2 separate regions of the Pan troglodytes genome follow, and region 1 is linked to region 2. Evidence: chromatin contacts called from public Hi-C data. All regions are on one chromosome and are shown on one strand. The core of a region is the stretch at or near the end of the contact, and the rest is flanking DNA. Distances in the headings are between cores, read along the strand shown. Region 1 has its middle 44 kb from the start of ZC3HC1. Region 2 overlaps UBE2H (ubiquitin conjugating enzyme E2 H).

What was found. Hi-C and Micro-C count contacts between places; a contact is called where the count stands out from the background.
Region 1: a contact with region 2 is called in a Hi-C map of stem cell-derived neural progenitor cells, with 7 times the contacts expected there. The contact joins two enhancer-like sites. A contact is called at or near these places in 5 of 7 Hi-C or Micro-C datasets (blood, induced pluripotent stem cells, a lymphoblastoid cell line and 1 more) and 1 of 1 datasets of contacts at active chromatin or transcription factors (stem cell-derived excitatory neurons).

Annotation. Positions count from the first base shown.
Region 1 is chr6:145,367,002-145,373,105 of NHGRI_mPanTro3-v2.0_pri, forward strand. No RefSeq gene overlaps it. Among named protein-coding and RNA genes, the nearest start is that of ZC3HC1, 44 kb to the right of the region's middle. Within about 2 kb of position 4,625, at least 3 of the 24 cell types and tissues checked have an H3K27ac peak or open chromatin away from gene starts, as enhancers often do. A contact at or near this core is called in stem cell-derived neural progenitor cells, where this site is marked.
Region 2 is chr6:145,189,457-145,196,217 of NHGRI_mPanTro3-v2.0_pri, forward strand. It overlaps UBE2H (ubiquitin conjugating enzyme E2 H), which reads right to left. Exons shown (of 5, transcript XM_003318791.7): 5 at 2,940-6,761. Among named protein-coding and RNA genes, the nearest start is that of MIR183, 60 kb to the left of the region's middle. Within about 2 kb of position 3,830, at least 10 of the 24 cell types and tissues checked have an H3K27ac peak or open chromatin away from gene starts, as enhancers often do. A contact at or near this core is called in stem cell-derived neural progenitor cells, where this site is marked.

The sequences.
Region 1 (6,104 bases), core at 3,375-5,874, 180 kb after region 2:
AGAGGAGGCCAGTCATGTCTTCCGGATCTCTTTCAAAGTAGGTTCTTCAAGGGACCAGAATGGAAGCCCTCGTCCCCAGGCCAAGGTTGCAAGGCAAAGTTAGCTCCGCCTCCAGACTCCTACATTGATGATAAACATGTATTTGTTCATTTAGGTAACAAATATTTCCTGAGCATGTTCTCTGTGCCAGGCACCTGCTGAGTGCAGGGCTGCCATCACAGGAAGGTCATGTGGTGGAGGGGAAAGGAGCGGTTGAGAAGTTCCAATGAGTGTCTGTTTTTTTTTTTTTTTTTTTGATATGGAGTCTCGCTCTGTTGCCAGGCTGGAGTGCAGTGGTGTGATCTCGGCTCACTGCAACCTCCACCTCCTGAGTTCAAGTGATTCTCCTGCCTCAGCCTCCCGAGTAGCTGGGACTACAGGCGCATGCCACCATGCCCAGCTAAATTTTTTTTGTATTTTTAGTAGAGACGGGGTTTCACCAAGGATGGCTGACCAGGAAGGTGTCCCCTCCCCTGTAGATCCTTGGCCTCCATTCAGTCCCCGGGGTTTGGGGGTAAGGGTCGGAAGCTAACCTGACTGTTCACAACTGGTTTGGAGACTTGGACGGTGCACTGCAGCTTTGGGGCGCACTGATGAGGTCGGGCACTGAATTGGGGAGGGGGTTATCATCCCCACACAGACAAGGAACTCAGCTTCTTGGGGCACGCAGACACATAGCAGCTTTGGCTCCCTCAAGTGACTTTGAGGTAGGTGAGGTCAGCTAGTAGGAGCCAAAGCCAGAGACAGAGAACCGGATGTAAGGTGACCATGGTGACTGTCCATGACAGATTGGCTTTTGGACACAGGTGAAGATCTGGGGACCCTGGGTGGCACTAAATTCCCTCTCCGGCAGTCAAGGGGGCAAGCATCAGGCTTCTTTCTCAAAGCCTTGTCTCTGTTGCCTCGGATGCGGTGACCTGTCCTGCACAGTCTGCAGGCTCTGCTGCTCACTTCCGGCTCAGAGATGGGGCACAGCCGGAGTCTAAACCTCCTGATCCTCAGGTGGCAGGCCAGGCGGGCCACAGGACTGCAGAAGGCAAGATGGCAGCAGCTGAGAGAAAGGACTTCCTCTGCCTGTCACCACCCGATGGCCCTCTTGCTTCCAACCCACAACCTAGGTGCCTGGCAGCCTGATTCTCAGGGCATTCTTCTGTGGTCCTTGGCTCTCCATGCTGCCTCTGTCTTCTGCTCTTACCCTGTTCTTGACTCAGGTGCCAGCCACCTTTCCCACCTGGAGGAGCACCCCCCCATGCCCAAACCAAGTTATACCTCATGTGGGTGGTGTGAGAGAGAGTTTCAAACTTCTTCCAAAGGTTCTTTGACATGTTCTGAACGTCTTAATGTTGTTCTGAACATTAGATACTTGTTAATACCCCACTGGACAGATAAAGAGACTGAACGCTGGGTGCGGTGGCTCATGCCTGTAATCCCAGCACTTTGGGAGGGTGAGGTGGGCGGATCGTTGAGCACAGGAGTTTGAGACCAGCCTGGGCAACATGGTGAGACCTTGTCTCTACAAAAAAAAAAAAAAAAAAAAAGATAAAGGGACTGAAATGGAAACTGACTTGCCCAAGGTCAGTTACCAGGGTGGGGCACCCAGATAGCCAGGCTCCCTATTCCAGCTCGGGCCTCCCCAACGCCAGGTCACCACCTCGTGCTGAGCACTGAGCACACATAGCTTGCATATCCCAAGTCCCCTAGGACAGTCTTCTCTTTTTTTTTTGAGACAGAATCTCACTCTGTTGCTTAGGCTGGAGTGCAGTGGTACGATTTCGCCTCACTGCAGCCTCCGCCTCTCAGGTTCAGGCGATTCTCCTGCCTCAGCCTCCCAAGCAGCTGGGATTACAGATGCATGCCACCATGCCTGGCTAATTTTTGTATTTTTAGTAGAGACGGGGTTTCACTCTGTTGGCCAGGCTGGTCTTGAACTCCTGACCTCAAGTGATCTACCTGCCTTGGCCTCCCAGGATTACAGGTGTGAGCCACCACGCCCGGTCAGTACTGTTTTATGACGGCTCTTTAGTACTCCTTGGAGGAACAGAGCCACCTTCTTAGGCCTGTGGGATCACTACCTTAAAACACTGCTTCCTGTGCCTCCTGTCCCCACCCATGGGCGTCCCCTTCTGGCCTTCTTGGGTGCCCTTGCCAACTGTGCCACAAATGGTCCCTCCAGTAGAAAGCCCCTCAAGGGCCAGAAGGGGTAGGGCACTTTCATTCTCATTTTTTGTACCTTTTAAAAAAGTATTTTCTCTCTCTTTTTTTTTTTTTTTTTTTTTTTGAGATGGAGTCTCGCCTTGTCGCCCAGGCTGGAGTGCAGTGGCACAATCTCGGCTCACTACAACCTCTGCCTCCCGGGTTCAAGCGATTCTTCTGCCTCAGCCTCCCAAGTAGCTGGGATTACAGGCACACGCCACCATGCCCAGCTAATTTTTGTATTTTTAGTAGAAACGGGGTTTCACTATGTTGGCCAGGCTGGTCTCAAACTCTTGACCTCATGTGGCCTACCCACCCTGGCCCCCCAGAGTGCTAGGATTACAGGCATGAGCCACTGCACCCGGCCTGAAAAAGTATTTTCTAATTTTATTAGTATTTTAAAACTTGGTACTGTGAAACATAGCACCTATTTTGTTCCTCATTTCACTTTGGAAAACCCCCAGGTTGAGTTAGTGGGAGTTGAGCCCAGTCACTGTTGACTGGCTACATGGGCCTGGGCAGTGCTGAGACTTGGCAAGAGAGCCCAGGGCCCCCTGAGGACCAGTGGGGCACAGAGAGTGGCTACGGGTGTGGCATGGGATGGAGGAGAGGGGGAAGCTGCTGCCCGGTCCATCTCTCATTCGTGGAGCTTATTTTCCAAACACTCTAAGGCCTCAGTTCACATTCTGTTCCCCACAGAGGAGGCTCTGCGTCTCTGAACTGTTGTCAGGCCCCACCAGGCTCTTCACTGTTTGGAGCCAGATCTACGGAGCCAAACTGCCTTGACCTGCTTTCTGAGGAGGGGACAGGCAGAAAGAGCCAGCCCTAGCCAGATTCAGCCCGCAGAAGGTGTTCCAGACTCCAAGCAGCCTGCTGGCCTAGCTCCAGGCCCAGGTGGCTGCAGACTCCACAATGGGTGACTCAGGTAAGCTGTGCTGGACAAACAAGCCAGTATTCTCAGCCCAGCAGGGTGATGCCTGTCATAAGCTTTCCTGTCGTCATTGTACCACCATTTCCTGAGGGTGGCCTTGCCAGGCCCGGAGCCAGGGTCCATGGAGACTGGCAGGAATGTGGTTATCTTGGTTTATGTCTTGTTGCCAAGGTGCTTCCCGATGCTTCTAAAGCTGGGCTTGGCGCTGATCCACCAGCACCTGTGCTGTCTGATGGTGGCATGGAGGCCGCTGGGCTGAAAGAGCCCTACTGAGACCACAGACAATCTGGGGAGGAGATACTGGTATGTGTCTTTCTCATGATCCCAACACCTATAGTTTTGGTGCTCCCTTCCTTCAGGAGTCCCAAAAGACCAGGCAAGCTGGAGACACTTGGCCAGAGAGGCGACTGGGCTTAAACAACCAGCTTAAACAAACAGCTACTATTTCCCGAGCACTTCTCATGTGCCAGGCACTGCTCTAAGCACTTCACATATGCCAATGAATTCTCAAAACATTCCTGTGACACAGCTACTAGTATTATCCCTATTTTACAGATGAGGAAGCTGAGGCTGAGTCATAGGCTCAGAAACACACAGCTGGTGACCAGTGAATCCAGGATCTGAACCCAGGCTATGGAACCTAGAGCCTGCTAGATCCACCTGCCAAGCTACCTGACCGAGAGCTGGTGGGTTTTTTTTGTCCCCCTTTATTTTTCTTTTTTATAAACAAGGTGTCTTGCTCTGCCACCCAGACTGGAGTGCAGTGGTGCAATTATAGCTCACTGCAGTCTCGAACTCCTGGGCTCAAGCGATCCTCCCACTTCAGCCTCCCTAGTATAATGGGACTATAGGCACGTGCCACCACTTCTGGCTAGTGAGCTGGTGCTCCTAACTCTCACAGGGTACTGCCTCTCTTCTGCTCTGTCATGATGACTGTAGTGCAAGAAGGGGACTCAGCAAGAAGCCTCAGGATTCTAGGCGTGGCTCAGCCACAACCTGCTGTGTGATCTTGGCCTTCACTCCCCACTCTGGCCTTCAGAGTCCTCAGGGATTAGACCAAGTAGTCTACAACTCTGCTTCCAGTTCTGTGGCTCTGACTCACGTGGAAACAGCAGTGGGGAAAGGCCCTATCCCTTAGCCCCACCGGAAGTGTCTACTGCTGATTACCAAGGACAGCCTCACGGGCTTTTGAGAAGGGCAGGGATCAACTCCTGACCTGGTGACACTGATGGAGCAAAGCTGCTTCCCCACTCCACACCTCAGTTTCCCCACTCCTTCCAGTGGAGATAATGACCTCTGTGTGCTCAGTGCTACCGTGAGTCAGGGTTAATTAGCATTAGTCATAGACTTGGGAATCCTCACAAGAAAAGCGTCATCTGGTGGGTCTCGGCTGTGCCCTGGCTGTGATGAGACACCACTCATGCCCCTGTGAGTGTGTCATCATGCTTCATTAGTGGCTTGCCTAACTTTGCAGGTCGGCCCTGGGGTGGCCCAGCCCTGAGTGTGGGTGCTGAGATCAGCCAAAGGATGACACCTGGGGAGGGCTGCATGTGTCCCAGGGTGGCTGCCAATGGCTCACAGTCCCCTGGATTTCCCTTTCGGTTGACTTCCCATTCAATCGGGTTCTTGTCATTGCTACTCGAGCCACTATTCCTGGATGCAAGGCCCCAACTCTGACCTTAAATTTAGAGGTTTTTTTTTCCTTCTCTGTCTCCTCAATAAATACCCATTCTCATTTCTGTCTCTCTGCTGACTGTTTCAATGCTTTCAGTTTCTTTCTGTTTCCATCACCGCACTTGGTAGAGCTTAAGTGGGGTTAGGGGAGAGACCCTGTAACAAAATAAGGACAAAGTAAGAATGATGATGTCTTGTGTTGGCAAGGCCAGCTAGGTAAGCCAGATGTGGAACACGGGGGACATCTAGTGGCCATAGTGGGTACTGCTAGCATTCTTGCCTGGCACCGAGGTCACATTCTTGAACTTTTTTTTTTTTTTTTTTTTTTCTGAGACAGGGTCTTGCGCTATCTCCCAGGCTGGAGGGCAGTGGTGTGATCACAGCTCACGGCAGCCTTGACTTCCCAGGCTTAAGGGATCCTCGCACCTCAGCCTCCTGAGTAGCTGGGACTACAGGTGCACGCCACCACACCTGGCTTTTTTTTTTTTTTTTTTTTTGGTAGAGACGGGGTTTCCCGATGTTGTCTACTCTGGTCTTGAACTCCTGGGTTCAAACAATCTGCCTGCCTTGGCCTCCCAAAGTGCTGGGATTACAGGCATAAGCCATCACGCCTGGCCTCATACCTGAACTTGATTCTCAAGTCGGCTACAGTGACTTGCCCCAGCTCTTGGAGACTTGGGAGATGGCACGATCCTTAGGAGGGGAGATTTTCTTATCACTTAATAGCTGATAAATTGCATTTCCCTTGACATCTGGTTTCTCTGGATCTACAGAAGAAAGGTCTCAGGCTGGGCGCGGTGGCTCACGCCTGTAATCCCAGCACTTTGGGAGGCTGAGTCGGGTGGATCCTTGAAGTCAGGAGTTCAAGACCAGCCTGGCCAACATGGTGAAACCCCATCTCTACTGAAAACACAAAAATTAGCTGGGCGGTAGTGGCATATGCCTGTAATCCCAGCTACTCAGGAGGCTGAGGGAGGAGAATTGCTTGAGCCCGGGAGGTGGAGGTTGCAGTGAGCCGAGATCCCACCACTGCACTCCAGCCTGGGCGACAGAGACCCTCCCTGTCTCAAAAATAAAAAAAGGAAAAAAAATCAGTCCAGCATGGTGGTGGGCACCTGTAGTTCCAGCTACTACGGAGTCTGAGGCAGAATCACTTGAACCCAGGAGGCAGAGGTTGCAGTGAGCTGAGACTGCAGTATTGCACTCCAGCCTGGGCAACAGAGCAAGATTGTCTCAAAACAAAAACAAAAACAAACAACCCAAGTAA
Region 2 (6,761 bases), core at 2,580-5,079:
TGTTCTACTCACCGAAGGGCTCACTGCAGTGAGTGAGACTCGCGAGGGGAAGCCCTCTTCAGCCCTGCCCATGGTGGTCCTCTCTGGAGGAGGGCATGTTTCTGGAATCCTGATTTGTTACCAGCACATAATTTTCAAATTGGCAGAAATGCATTGTTTAGCTGGGTGCGGTGGCTCATGAGAGCATTCTTATTTTTGTGCTAACTCTGAAATCCAGGGGGCATTTCACAAAGCACATCTCAATTTGGATGCTACATTTTCAACATTTAAAGTGACACGTAGTCCTACAAAACAAAGTTGTTTTGCAGAACAATTTACACTCGTTTTAAAATTTAATCCCAGTACTTTGGGAGGCCAAGGTGGGCAGATTGCTTGAGCCTAGAAGTTCAAGACCAGCCATGGGCAACATGGCAAAACCCATCTGTATAAAAAATACAAACATTAGCCGGACGTGGTGGCTCGTGACTGTAGTCCCAGCTACTCAAGAGGCTGAGGTGGGAGGATCAGCTGAGACTGCAGTGAGCCATGATTATGCCACTGCACTGCAGCCTGGGCAACAGAGTGGGATCCTGTTTCAAAAAAAAAAAAGAAGTGCATCTTTAAAAGCCTTGTCCTATGCGTGTGAACACACGAGTGGTGTGCAGCAGGCCCTGATGCGCTGCTTACAGAATTGAGGAAAGCGGAGGCAAGGCTGCCCACAAGGAGGCCGCAGCTTCTTCAAGGAGCCTCTTGCCGCGTGCTGGCTGGCCTTGGTGGCCAGGACCCCAGGAGAGGAAGCTGAGGGAGGCCTGAATGCCAGCCGCACCTGGCATCCGGCACCCCCTTCTAGGTTCATTGCCAAGTACCGGCAGCCAGAAGGGTGGAGTTTTCTCTTAGGGAGTCCAAGTCCGTTGTTGCCACCTCTGACCCCTCGACACCAGGTCCTGGGAGCCAAGTCTTGAGCCCCAAAGAGCTCTGAGGAGCCCAGGTCCACAGAAGTGCCCTTTTTTTGAAAATAAACACCCTTCACTACATAGGTACACACACGCGCGCGTGCAGACACACATGCACACACACACATACACACAGCCAGAGGGAAATGCTCCTATCTTTTATCTTCTAACATTAAATCCCTGGTCAGGATAACTATTCAGTTCCAAGACGTTGGGGGGTGCACACACAGTACACCCTGAGGCCCGAGAGAGCAGGCTTGGGCCCAAGTTGCACTGTCCGGGACTCAGGGGGGATGAGTCCCTGAGATGCTACTTACAAATAGGGCTGCTCAGCCTGCCAGGGGGCTGCAAGGCCTCTGCAGCTCCAGGGATTGTGGGAGTCAGAAAAATCCTTTGTCTTGGTTCTGGGTGGGAAGCGGGACACCCCCAGATCCAGTGTCACAGCCACTCATTCCCAGGGGGACAGAGCAGTCTTCAGAGCCAGCAAGAAAGCTGTGGGGCTCAGAGCCCATTAGCTTTCTTTTCCAGGACAACGTGCCTCAGAAACCCCGGTCCCCTTCCCAGGAAAGGAACAATGACTCAGGCAGGTAGTGACAAGCCACCTGCCACTTGGGAAACAGCTAGACTGAGGCTGAGAGGGTGAGTGGTGCTGGGTGAGATTACTGGGGTTGGTGGAGGGGGGAGGTCGGGGGACCCAAGTGCCGGCGACTGCACTGAGACTTCTCCTGGGAGGGGTTTAAAAGCAGCTGCCTTATTGAGATCAATGGAATGACTGCTCACGTGACCCATGTACCTCTTAAGTCCCCTTCAGGCTGGAAAGTGCTCTACACCCCCAATGCTCTGAGTCTAAAAACTCTAAACCTGTGTTGAAACGCTGGTGTTTCGTGGTTAATATACAGCATCCTCTCTCAGTTACTCTATCCTATGACGGGGCACTGTTTCGCAGCCTGGGTGGAGTTGAGTCACAAGGTGGCAGAGTCAGAACCTACTAGTCTAGGGATGTCAGTTTACAGCTCAGTACCCAAGGTCCATGAAAGCCCAGTGAGGAGCCTGAAGTTGCACAGCTAAAGGAAGGGCTGGGACTCGAACTCATGGCTCTGTGGTTCAGTCCTTCGGCTAAAGGGTCCATGAGCGCCACCCACAAAGAATGTATTGAACGTTTTGCTTCTGGGCTCTGGAGGCATCCAGGGTAGCTGGGGGGTTCCCTGCCAGTGAGGAGGGAGCAGGCACTGGCACACCATTCCTCAGTAGCCCGACCTCATTCAATCTGGCAGGTAGGTATGAAGCCGGGTCAACTGGCGCGAATGCATCAGGATGTAGGGAAGGAGAAAAAGGAGTTTAGGGGAATAAGGAGAAAACAGTGGAAAAGAGCTGGAATGAGAACACGCGAACAAAGCAACACTATTTCCTTTGTCTTAAGGTCCTGCTAACAAAACCGTCTCCATTAGACTGAGCGGCATCGCCATCTGGTGGTAACTAAAGGCAAACGCTTTAGAAAGGAATCGAAATGGTCTAATCCAGCAATTAGCATTTTACCATGCAAAACCCACCGTTCCTCATTTCCCAGGAGGCTTAGCACTTGGCAGAAGACCACCTGTTTAGGCAGATCAGCCCCAGCAGGAAGGTGCACTGTCCTTGAACTCCAGGCCACGGAGTATCCTCACTCAGCGTGAGTTGACAGGGCTTAGGTTTAGGCATGGGGGTAGATAGGGACCTTCGGGCTTTCCACGGCTCTAGTGGAGGAGCCTCACAGCCCCGTTCATAGCCAGCAGTTGTGCATCTGAGTTCCAGGTTCAAGGACAGGCCTCTGGGCAGAGCCTCTTGGTTCTTACTGCCTAAGGGTGCCACTCCCTTCCCAAATTAATTTAGTCATCTGCATTCTAAGAGCTGCTCAGCCAAAAGAAGCCAGCGTCTGCTGCTCAAAGGAGCCAGAACAGAGAGGGTACTTTAGAAAACCAGCTGAGAGTAATCATGAGGGCTATTATCTTATTGATCAAGGTCCAGCCATTTGCCAAGGTATATACACGTTTATTTAAAAAAGTTTACAGTTTTCATTATACACAACTATTAAGAGGTTATAGTCAGAGGAGGCATGTGTCCTGTTGACAGACGTGCCTACTAGATCATCACAATGCAAGGAGAAAGAAACGTGGAAGGGAGGAGACAGGGCGAGAAAAAATAAGCGATAAAAAGCTTCAGATTTCAGTTAGGGGCTGGCAGTCCCTTTTATCTTTTCAAGTATCACACAATATGTACCAAATACAATCTGTAAATAATGGCCATTTCTTCCCAAGCCCACAGCCAAGATGAGTGTTAGGCTAAATTCAGAGCCCTGGCTCTTCCTCAGATGAGTGGAAAACCTGCGCATGACAGGGCCGGCTCCCCCTTCTCAAAGGGCTTCCTCCCACTCATCCCATCCCTAGCAGAATCGCCGAGGTGTTCACGGGCCAGAGAAAGCACAAACATGGATTCAGAAGTCCAAAGAAATGCAGTTCGTTGCGCTCAATCAGAGATATATGATTTCATTCAACAAGGCTGGAAGCCCAGTTGGGAAGTCGATAAAAAATCTTGCTTTTTTAAATGGCTTTTACTTTTCTAAGTCACTGAAACAAGGAAGGGCCACATGCCGTTTAAAATCAAACACTAGTTCCCAGAGACTTGGTGTCCAGAAACTTGACCCACAGAGGCTAGCGGAGGATCTGTCTTTCATGATTCTCAGCCATCCCAACGGGAGGCCTAACATGAAGCATGTGCCAGGCCAATGCCAACTAGGACTTCAGGGGGCCTTTGGAGGGAAAAATTCCTTTGAGAGGAGACATTCCTCAGGAGCTTAGATCAGCCAGCTGGCAGTCAGAACAGCTTTTGAAGTGGATGAGAAATGTTAGGTACTGGAGAGATGATATGGCAACTCCTGATAATGACCTCACTAGGATAAAATGCTGGTTGAAACTGCACAGTAACCTCAAGGAGGGTGATGAAATTGACGACAAAGCCAAATGTCAGTGTCTAAGATGGCTACCACTGACCCTGTGCCCAAAAGCCCCCCAGTGCTGGGGCTTCCAGAGGGAGCCCAAGGGTGGTGGATTCAATTTTGCCAGGTTGCAACCATCTTGCTTGTTGGTGTTTGGCAAGAGCTTGAGCTCAGTTATGTGAACAGGGGCAAAGAATGGCTTGTGCTGGTAAAACTCAAGGGAGGATCCAAAAACTATGGGCACTAAAAAGGGGAGGGAAACCGCCAGAAGTGGCTCTGACCTGCTGCCGCTGCCACCACCTCTAAAGCCAAGAATGTAGAGCCTCTGCCCAGGGATCTGGATGCTTTCCTGAGTGTTGGAAGGGCAGCCTGGAAAGGCATTTGGTGGTGAAACACCGCTGCTCCAGACTTACGCTACCATCTATTGTTGGGGGCCAGAGTCCTTGGATTCACTGCCAGGCCTTCTTCCAGATCTTTCTGTACCTGTGTGTTTGGGCTCCTACTCCCACCTCTCCCAGGTGCAGGGAGAGGACAAAAAGCATAAGGGACTCTGTTCAACCCAGCAAAAGTCAGTTTCCCAGTGGAGAGGCAAAGCCCCACCCAGAACATAAACATGCATGGGACCAAGGTTAGTGCCCAGACAGGACAGACTTGCACAGAACAAGAGGGCACAGTGGGATCCATGCGGCAATTACAGGAGCTTCCAGTGCTAACAGAGGAGCCTTATACCACCTTCATCACACAGACTTAGATGGACACACACACACACACTCTCGCTCACACTCTCACACATGTGCACACATACACACACACACTCTCTCTCTGCAGCCACACTCAAATCTGCTTAACTCCTACAACCTCCCCCAGCAGGTCATTTGACAATTCTGCATCTTCCGCTCTCTGGTGCTGGGGCTCTGGTCAGAGGCGAGCCAATGTCTTATCATTAGAGAGATGTGGGATTAGGTAAGGGGCAGAGTCATGGCACTGCTCACACACCTTCCCGAAACTGGGGTCTATTCAGTTTTTTGACAAGATCAAAAGCAATTCTTAACTGGTCATTATTTTTTTTAAGGTAAGTAGAACACTATTGTTTATACAATATTGAAAAAATACAATTTTTTATTGTTTGAACTCAAATCACCACCCAGCACTTTAAGCCTACCCTAAATAGCACCTACAATATATGTCATAGCACAAGCAAACTGCAAAGTCAGCAGGTAAGCAAGTTAGACAGTGCCAGCAGAGAGACCCTCCCTCCCCCAAAGCAATGAGAAGACAGCGTGCTAGGTAAGAGTGAAGTACACCATTACATGTTAAATAGTTAATACTACCCTTCCAGCAAGCCACAGATGCTAGATGGATAACTCAGTACGGTTAACTAACCACAGCCCTACATCACTGCACTTTTTTTTTTTTTTTTTAAAGAAAACCTTTTGCTTCATGCCCGTAATTAACATAAAGTAAGTAAATTCTTTGTCTTTTTATTTAGGAAAATAATCATGCTAAAAGCAAGTTGTACTTTATATAGATTTTCAAACGAAAGATTGATTGTGCTTTTTGAATAAAAAAGATAGGGTATCTTCCAACCTCACTGACTTAAACCTTGTGGAATACAGCACTTCTAAACTAAAAACACACGTCAAAAAGAAAAATTAAATAATCCCAGTGGGATGCTCAAAAATCGTCTTTAGAAGGTTTTAGGATTGGCTAATTCTGCTATTATCTTATTGGCTGCGGCAAAAAAAGAACACAGAGCTGCTATCTAAAATTTCTCCAAACTCCCCTCCGAGTTCAGCAGGCAACACTCAGATTTGAAAGAAACTCTGCAGCAACCTGGACATATGGTTAGCTGAGTCGACATTTGATTAGCAGGCATTTTAAACTGATTTCCTCTTAACATACACAGGAGAGAAAACATTTTCTTCCTGCAGGGCATGTTCTACTACATCATATTTCTGAATCCCTTCTTCCTATTCGGTCACTCTCTGAAAAAAGCTGGTTTGTTTTTCCCATGTAGAATCACTCTCGGTACAAGAACCTTTATTTGTTCCAATTATTATTTGTTTTAAATTTAGAACCTGTGTTGGGTCTAAAATACCCATTTCCCACTCCCACAAGCAGATGATGACCAGGCTGCTGCCAAGAGCAGCAGAAAAAGGGAAAACCAAACCAGAACATGAAGGCAAGTACCCAGGGCTTTGCAGTCACCACGTGGGTCGTCTTCTCAAGTCTAATGGTCCATGAGCGGCTTGTCCAAGGAGGCGGCCGCCTCTTGGTAGGTGAAGATGAAATCTGCAACCTTTCTAAGCACAAGACACACACACACACACCAAAAAAATAGCCCCCCCCGAAACACAACCCTCATATTTAAAGCTCTTAAGTTCAGGGTAGCGGTCTCAAACTGCCAAACACTAGGATGAGGATGTGACTCTGCATGTGTTTTGAATGAGAGGAAGCATCGTCCCAGTCACTTTTCTCCTCCTGTGCTGTCCTTTCAAAAACAGGTCTGGATTTCACGCTCTACCCCAAGAAAAAGAACTGGTTCAGAAAACACTTCTCCAAGTTTCTCCAACAGAACACTGTGGCTGCAGGGCCTGGTAGTGTGAAGGGCAGCAACTGACATATAAAAATGTACTTAAAATCAGAGTCAAAAAATGGTTTTAAGTTTTAATACTCTTAATTAGCTCCCTGCTTTATACTGTAACTCCACAGAAGACATAGGGCCACCTAGGATTCACAGGAAGGAGCAGCTCTGATTCTTACATGGCTGGCTCCGATGCCCCCACAGCAGGCCTCTTCCTCCCCAAGTTTTTCCTCTCCATTTCAAAAAAGCACTATTTTATCTTCACATCCAAGAG